Linked DNA regions of Bicyclus anynana: region 1 is linked to region 2. Evidence: chromatin contacts called from public Hi-C data. All regions are on one chromosome and are shown on one strand. Each heading gives the region's core, a stretch centred on a gene start, on an enhancer-like site or on the middle of the called end of the contact. The rest is flanking DNA. Distances are from core to core; before and after follow the strand shown. Region 1 overlaps LOC112052560 (serine/threonine-protein kinase svkA). Region 2 has its middle 3.7 kb from the start of LOC112052569.

Region 1 (4,600 bases), core at 1,361-3,860, 66 kb before region 2:
AAAAACACTACATAATATATCTTCACGAACCCCCAAAAAACTGTTAATTGTTTCTATATGAACATATAATGGCATTAATTTGAATCGAATCATTTTATACAGCCTGAGTAACAGAATAAAATTCTAACGAAACGACCATAGATTTATATGATTGTCAACTAGAGTTCGATACTTTATTCCAATCTCCATATTCACCTGACGTATGTGAAATATTAACCCAACAGACGTGGACACTCGAGGTTCTCATGCATACTAAGTGAAACTTAATAGACGCCGAAACTGGAATGTAGTTTAAATCATTTACACGAAATGTGAATACGTAGATAATAATAATTATGTGGGAAATTTTGTTCACCTTTTTTAGCTCTTAGTGGGAATTTGTTAGACACTTCTTAATGTACTTACTATACTATATTGAAGAAGATTATCCAAAGATTTAACTGTGTTAATTCATAATCTGTATTGTTGTTGCTTATTTCTTAAAAGGTACAATCAACCACAATAATAAATTCCCAAATTAAAAGTACATACTTTAAAAATAACTATAGCACTTTTGATGACATTTTTGGTTCATTTAAAACAGAAACAATATTGACTCTTGCATATATGAGACAACAAAAGACGTTCTCACAACATCATATTTACTAACGAGTAATTGGATCGACTTATCTCGAGTAGACACAAATAGACGCAGACCCTATGTACATGACGTCGAGAGTGAGACCAAGGGTAAGGAGACAATGGATTATTTCCGCAGCTTGACGTCTCATAAACGTCAATGAGGAAAGACCTTTTAGCCTAATACGACACTTTGGAAATTAGGGCATCGATCGTTCGTAAGCCTTTCGTTTGATGATGGGTTGTTTCATGCGATAATGTAATTGTAGAAACAGTAATGAGAAGTTTTACAAAATTTCATCAGCTTTAACAGCTAGCTGTTAAAAAACGACAAGTAAATCGACATAATTGATAAAATCCCCAAAAATATAATGTGTACTAGCAAAAATTAACTATCAATTTAGGTCACTAGGGTCTTTTTAAACGACCTTTAAATTACTCCGGTATTTCGGAGCAGCAACATAAAGCCCCCCTAACATTTCTTTGCACGGCGAAGGAAAGCTGGGCTTGTTTTTTACTGTAGCTTCCTTAAGTCAAACAAAGATGCGGAACAAAGCGGTGAGAGCGGCCTTTGTGTAGATACGAGTACTAGCACTTAACTCTGACATCGGCGATGGCGACAACGGCCGTCCGGCCCACTCGGAACATGTCATCTTCAGTTTAACAAGCAACGGCTTACAATTATGACGAACTGCTTATTCATTGATGTCAATCATGATGTAGGTTTGTGTATGAATAACATTGTGGCATTGAATCTGTGAAGAGCACGCGAACAGTTATGATGAGGTTACGAGTACATGCTATGGCAATCATAAACTTTTCTGTTACTGAAGTGAAATTGGCACACAAGAACTGCTTATTCATTGATGTCAATAATGTTTTAGATATCTACAAATTATTATGGTTTTGTATGCGAGCAGTCAAGTTTGGATCGCTGCAAGGAGGATATTTAGGTTATCTACTATGCCTACTAGGAATAGTGTTTGAAGTTCACACCAAACTTTGATGATTAGACTTAATTGTTAATAATCCAGTTACAAATTAGAAGAAAATCTGAACGAAAAAGAGAGATATTTACGATATGTTTAGTTCATCTTAAAGTAAATTTTAAAGAAATTAGTAAGATGTAAATTCATTAATCGACAAATATTGCACGATTTTGATCGACGAAGTAGTTAAGTTTTTGTATATTTTCATATTTCTAATCTACAGTAAGTACAATCTAAACCTAAAAGATGTGCGATCTACAGTCTATGGATATTTATTACTCCTAAGTGACAGTAATATTTTATTGGTTTGACCTAATTGCCTCTCTTTCTACATTGTCGACGTGCCGTAACGACCTAGTTAAGTTTTATACCTTAACTCCGTTCTAACCTTTCCAATTACTATAGTAATTGGAATCTGGAAACGGTTAATTTGTTAGAGCATAAAAGCTATACCTTTCAAAAGAATAAAAGCTACTTACAAAACATAATGCTTAAAATCACTAGAATCCCAATATATAAGATCCACAAAACTGCTACAAAGCGGGTCGGTGAAATATAATCGAATAACCGAAACACTTAAGGGGCGAGGACACAAATTCCAATTCTCACAGACTCAGCTGTGTCCGAAATTTATTTCACTTTCGGAACGAACGAACAAACGCTCAACGGTTTTTCAATCACCTGCTGCAATGGTCAAAGGGGACAAAAATGAAATAGAATTCTCTCTAAGCTCTTTAGCCTTTTGTAAGCACGTCCAACCTTAATTGAATAGTCTCCATGTGTATTTTACGAGCGTACCATGAATACACATTCAGCTGTAATAGACTTTTCTTATAGACAAAATACTAATAAATATTATTATACAAATAAATATTGTTAAACAACTAATGAAATTTTACATTTTTGAAGACAAGAATGTAGGATCTATAAATAATAGACCTACCTTGAGACCGGTTGCGACGGTCGTGAGGTAATGCTTACATGTCTGAGTTACAGTTGTAGCTGTAAAAACAAGTATCCGCACAGGTGGGATTACATCGAGTTACTATAACGAGCACAGTCGACGGCGACCGGTTATGTCGCATCGATTAAGAAGATTGGCATAAAACAATCGAATTTGATTTAAACACCTTTGATTAGGTCAAGATGAGAGGAAGAAATCACGATGATTAATCTTAATGGTAAAGTGAACCTTAAATGTTAATGTTGATGTTATACCAAATAGAACACAAAATTATATAACTAAAAAGATTCTACAGGAGAAAGACATTAAGAAACTGATTCCAGCAAAACGAAAAATTCTATAACACTACTAAGTTGAAAGTGAACTACCTTAAATGTTAATGTTGATGTTATACCAAATAGAACACAAAATTATATAACTAAAAAGATTCTACAGGAGAAAGACATTAAGAAACTGATTCCAGTAAAACGAAAAATACTATAACACTACTAAGTTGAGATCATCGGCCTCAATGACGCATGCGCTTCTCCTGCGCAACGGCCAATTTACTAAATTTATAGCAGCTGCAAGGTCGCCTAAGGATAACGACCCGATTCACGTTACGAAACAAACCATAACTTTGATCAAACCGTTAATACAAACCAGACCCTGATGGTATTCAATAAACTCTCAGAGCAATTACACGATTTGTTAACTTTGTAAGCTTTTGAAGTCTCCAAAGTTTAATTAACAGTGAACATTGGTCACGTTGACCTCTATTCAATTCATCAATTGAAATGTAAAATTTCTTAAACTTTACATTTCAATTGATGAATTGAAAAATTGTAACAGCAGAAACTTCTTTTTTATAATACAAATAAATTACATGATAGACAGCTTCGTAATTCAAACGTTGGCTTAGATACACACTCAAAACTCAAAACTTTCAGTCTCACGCAGTTATTTAATACCAAGTATCACAAATTTCACTAATAAAATAATATTATTGTACTGCATGAGTTTTTAAGATATGAAAGAAAGATTATTTTATATACCCAAAAACAAAGAATTTATCTAGGCAGTATATTATTTGTCAATAAATTACGCGTAGTCCAACTATGTATAAATATTACATTAAAATATATCTTCATCATCATATAAGAATACACCGTTAGACCTTAACTGTTCGGAAGTGCTGACACTCATACGTTTATTTGAAGCTAACTTTCCCGAAGTACGTTTTTAGGCTAACTGAATTATGTGTTTTCAAACATTTTGAAACCATCAAAAAAGCAAAGAAACTGGAAGTTTGTGTGATTAAATCCCTAAGTAACAATATTGATGATTTCGTCGAGCACACAATGTTCAGCATCACAGATCACAGTTAAGAGAGCTAATCTGTTAATAGCTTTAATGAAAGGGTAAACATTGCGGAGGCGTGTAATTATTTTGAAATTTTCTAACAGTAATTGGTTAACTGGATTATAGCTTTGCATAACAGGATTTACAGACATTTTGTGGCAGATATTAATGAAATCGGTATTCATTGAATTTCTATTCTCCATATTTAGATGTACCATGTATCACACTTTAGATATGTTTGGGAAGAATACAGACCAGTTTTAGCTTTAAAAAGAGTTTTACTACAGAGCTAGTTCGTATGTGGATCACTTTGATGTCTGATTTAATTTTATCGACTTGTACTGTATGTATGCAAGGTTTTTTACTATGAAAATCATTGTCTGTATGTATAATTAACATGGACTTATCCGATGCTACAAACTATGCGATATATACTACAAAACAGTTATTTTTAAACATAAAAACTATTCATATATTAATGTATTTGTTTTTTCTTCCATGTGATTTTCATTGCTAACCTAAAGTTAACCTATTTATGAGGAAAAAGAGAGCACTGAACTTTAACACAATAAGACAAGACTCTAAAAAAGATAAAAGCCTAATAAAATATTTGTAAAAACAAATTACGTACATAATTAATTTTATCTTAATGAACGTGATAAGCCACGAGCTATGATGACTGTAATAA
Region 2 (4,408 bases), core at 407-2,906:
TTATCAGCCTATTTAAATGGTCTCATTATCAGGGCCCAGACCTTCCCCTTTATATGTAGTGTTAGTGGATATAATAATATATATAATATATACTATTTTAACAATTGCTGAGGGCATCCAGTCTAGGGAGAGAGGACCAAGAATAAAAACAAGCACACCAAAGTTGTAAAGCAATTTTAAAAACTAGGTGATTTTTTAAATAGTTCACCTAAGGATAGATCCGAAGTGAGAACTTTTACTGAAAATTTCTTGACAAGGTAAATCGGTCAATTTGTCTTGATCTATTTAACCTATGAGTGCTGTGATAGCCCAGTGGATAAGACCTCTGCCATTTCATTTTTTATTTTCCAGATTCCAGAGGGTGTGGGTCGAATCAGGACCGGGGCATGCACCTCCAGCTTTTCAGTTGTGTGCTTTTTAAGAAATTAAACATCACATGTCTCAAACGGTGAAGGAAAACATTGTGAGGAAACCTGCATACCAGAGATTTTCTTAATTCTCTGCGTGTGTAAAGTCTGCCGTCCGCATTGGGCTAGCGTGGTGGACTATTGGCCTAACCTCTCTCATTCTGAGAGGAGACTAGCTCAGCTGTGAGCCAAATATGGGTTGGTAACGATTTAACCTATTATAAAAAAATATGCTAAAAAAGAACCTAACTTTTATACCAATATTATAAAGTGGTAAAGTTTGTGGTGTTGTAGGGGATAATCTCTAGCTAGATCTACTGAACCAATTTTGAAAATTCATTTACCACTAGAACCCCCATTTATTCCTGTATTCTTACAGGCACAGGAACTATGCTACTAATGTGAAACCACGGGCATCGGCTATTATTGAATAATTACAATATTTGAGTAAAGCTGAAGAAAGGCCTGGACACAAAATGAGGTCCCCCCCACTTTTAGTAGACATTGCTTTGTTTTAAATGTTGATTAAGTTTAAAAAAACACAAATATATTCAGCATTAATAAACAAATATTCTCTCAACTTAAGCAATAGTGATTTAGATATCAAACTCTGTTAAGAATCTTTGTCTTATTTGAAAGTTATCACATAATATGATATTGAAGGTACAGATATGCATACTATAATCAGTTAGTAATCTTGTAACACATTCCTCAATAAATTTTGAACAAATACTTTAATTCTCAAGATAGCAATATTTAAGAGCTTCCTTTGTCAACCAACCACTGAAATTTCAAATCATAAAATGTTAAAACAATAAATAACTGAAAGTAATTTTATTATAATTATTTATTTTTATGGGCCTATTTTAGTAGACAGAAATTCAAAAACAAATAAGATACTATATTATGTTTGTATATTTTAATAATGGAATAGCTAAAACTACTTGCTTCTTTTACTATAACCATCAAAAATGACTGAAGTAAATTTTTACTTTTATTTTACTGTAAAAAAAAACTCAGAAGTTTAGAACAATCACATAGCAACAACATAGGTTGGCAGGTTATATACATTAGAGAGATTCTCAAGATACACAGTACCTTTATTTCAATAACTTGTTCAGTAAAACATCTGTTCCTTTAATAATTATTATTGTTTTAGTACTTTAACATAGGTATATTATTGTCTTAACTTATGTGTACAATAAGATTTAAATTGTAAGAATGGAATGTATGCGACACTCACCTCACTGAAGGCCATCACTCAGGCCGGAGCAGTCTCCGTCCGACCTTCTCAATTTACTTTATATCGGTCTATCAAAACAAATAGTTCACGCTTTTGTTTCCCAACATTGAAAACAGTCCCGACATCTAACATCCCCACGACACAAATACATCTGAACTCGGCAACTTTGGACACTCACTGCGCAAGAACAATTTTTGTGTTGCTAAAATGAAAACACCTGACCGTATCACAAATCACTGAAAAAAATCAACATTCCTCAGGTGGGATAGATGCACATCCGATTTAAATTATTTCTAAGAAACTTTAAATGTTTCTGTCACTAAATCACTACTTTTAAGATTTTATTGGAAAATATCTTTAAAGTACTAACGTTTTAAGATATACAAAACGGGTAAAAAATGTCATAAATTCTGCGTTGAAGTTACACGGAACGAACGATCAACCGGAGATGAACTCGCCATCTTGCTTTCATGTCACCAAACAGTTTAGGCAACCTAAAAACGGAATTCGCTGTCAAACATAACATGTTGCCAACATAAAAAACGCAAAGGCCTGAAGTTGGCGTTTTATGACACATTATTAGTCTGTGCATCGTAGACTGCGTCTCTGTCTACGCTGTGCACTTTTTATATTTTATGATCAACTTATAAATGCAGATATTCTGTTCGTTATTTATGTACTATAATAAGATACCGTCTAAGAGAAATTTTTTCAATTTATTAAAGGTTAACTTTGGAATTTAACAAATAAATTTTGTGTTCCATCCTTTTTGGATTTAATCAGAGGATACTTTAATCTATCCATAGAGTTGTAGGTACGGGTACTGGGGTATTCCGTACCGACCTTAGACCATTAATGGTCTAAGGTCGGTACGGAATACCGACTCATATGTCCAAATAAGTATAATCTAAAATGCATAGAATTATAATTAGGTACTTGTACCGAATCGTAAATCTATGCTAAAATGTTATTCCTGACATCATGCCTCAGATTAATTACAAAAGAACCTGACTCGCTAGATGTTACCCCTCTGTCAAAGATCAAGAGTCCATGATCTAACGCTTATATAAACTATAAACTATTTCTAAAGAATCGATTTTCCATTGTTGTAGGCATCATTTTCGTCGTGTAATAAGGTCCATAAAAATGCCGGCTTGTGCAGCTGAATAGTATAATTACGTTTCTTTTGAAGTATTTGAACTTAAATCACTAATAAAAATAATTTTTAAAATATCGATTCTTTTGACGGAACAGCGAAACATCAATCAGGTAATCGATTTTTCTGTTTATGGAGTGTAAGCGATGTGATTGTGTGTAAAATTACATGTATGTATTGGGAATTAAAGGAGAATGCCCACCGACCAGTATAACATCGGCCCCGGGAAACTGGGTATACCACCTCCGTATATAAGTATATGGAGATTATAATATGATGTATCTGGTTAAATAAATTGCATAATAAAAGTATGTGTCTTTAAGACAACAACATTTTTTATCACTCTTCTTGCGCAAAATTTTCGGCCGGTGTACCAAAGCGGTGAAGTAAAATTTGAAGCTGTAGGTATTATTTTTTTCTGTTACCAACAATTTTAGCAAACAAGAAAACGAACAAACAAACCAATCAAAAGTCAACGATCTTAGCTAGTCAAATTAAACATGTCATAAAATGTTATGGTTGTTGTTGTTTGGCAAACTTTTTTTGATAAAGTAATAGTTTTATTATTAAAGTGATAACAAGATTTTAATTATAAGTTAATTGCCGGTATATGGCCCGGGGATGGACAATGGACATTCCCTTTTATAATTGGGTGTAGTGTTTAGGGTGGCCGCTCACTGACAATTTTTAGATGGCCGACTTTTTAATTGTGCGTGATTTGGTTGGACGATTTAGTTGAACAGATGTGCGGGCTGTCTTCTATACCTGTTCTTTAATCGGCCGACTAAGTCGGCCAACTAAAAGCTGTATGTGAACGGGGGCTCTGGACACAATATATTTTGTGGTGTTAAATATATTCGATGTGCGAGTTTTCCACGTCCCCCTCAAGAAACGACTAGCTACATTACTAAAAATTGGCATCTGTACTACCAGAAACATACTTTACGATTATTAAATTCCAGTAAGTAAAATGACAAGTGCAACTGACACTTATATTTTACTAGTAAAATGACATTTCAGTAACAGTTACACTTTTTATTTTACTGACTGGAATGTTAATTCTCCGACTATAAAAAAAAATATTTTATTCAAGAGTTTTTAAAATTCTACTACATAAAAAAGTATTTGAGGTTTTAAAAATTTAAAGTAAATGAAAATCTATATTAATATTATAAAGCTGAATAGTTTGTTTGTTTGATTGATTGAACGCGCTAATCTCAGGAACTACTGGTTCGATTTGAAAAATTCTTTCAGTGTTAGATAGCCCATTTATCGAGGAAGGCTCTAGAAGGTTCTATATAAACCCTGCAATCCTACAGGAACGGGAACCACGCGGGTGGATCCGCGCGGCGTATGCTAGTATATTCATGTTTTGAGTAATATTTTTGTAAATAGTAGTAATAATTAAAATAGTAATTGTTTACTAATCATTTTACAAATTATTTAAACATAAAACATACGACAATATCACACTATCACACTCACATCACACTTCACACTAATCACATCACACTAATATTATATAGGCGAAAGTTTGTGTGTGTAAAAAACGTTTGTTCCTCCTTGACGCTGCGGCTACTGAATCGATTTGACTAAAATTTG

The links. A called contact is a pair of places that touch in the nucleus more often than the background predicts.
Region 1: a contact with region 2 is called in a Hi-C map of whole larva, with 3 times the contacts expected there. The contact joins two enhancer-like sites. A contact is called at or near these places in 2 of 2 Hi-C or Micro-C datasets (whole body and whole larva).

What each region holds. Positions count from the first base shown.
Region 1 is chr3:14,764,426-14,769,025 of ilBicAnyn1.1, reverse strand. The region is part of intron 2 of LOC112052560 (serine/threonine-protein kinase svkA); the gene reads right to left. Among protein-coding and RNA genes, the nearest start is that of LOC112052560, 43 kb to the right of the region's middle. Within about 2 kb of position 2,610, at least 6 of the 8 cell types and tissues checked have open chromatin away from gene starts, as enhancers often do.
Region 2 is chr3:14,697,904-14,702,311 of ilBicAnyn1.1, reverse strand. No RefSeq gene overlaps it. Among protein-coding and RNA genes, the nearest start is that of LOC112052569, 3.7 kb to the right of the region's middle. Within about 2 kb of position 1,656, at least 8 of the 8 cell types and tissues checked have open chromatin away from gene starts, as enhancers often do.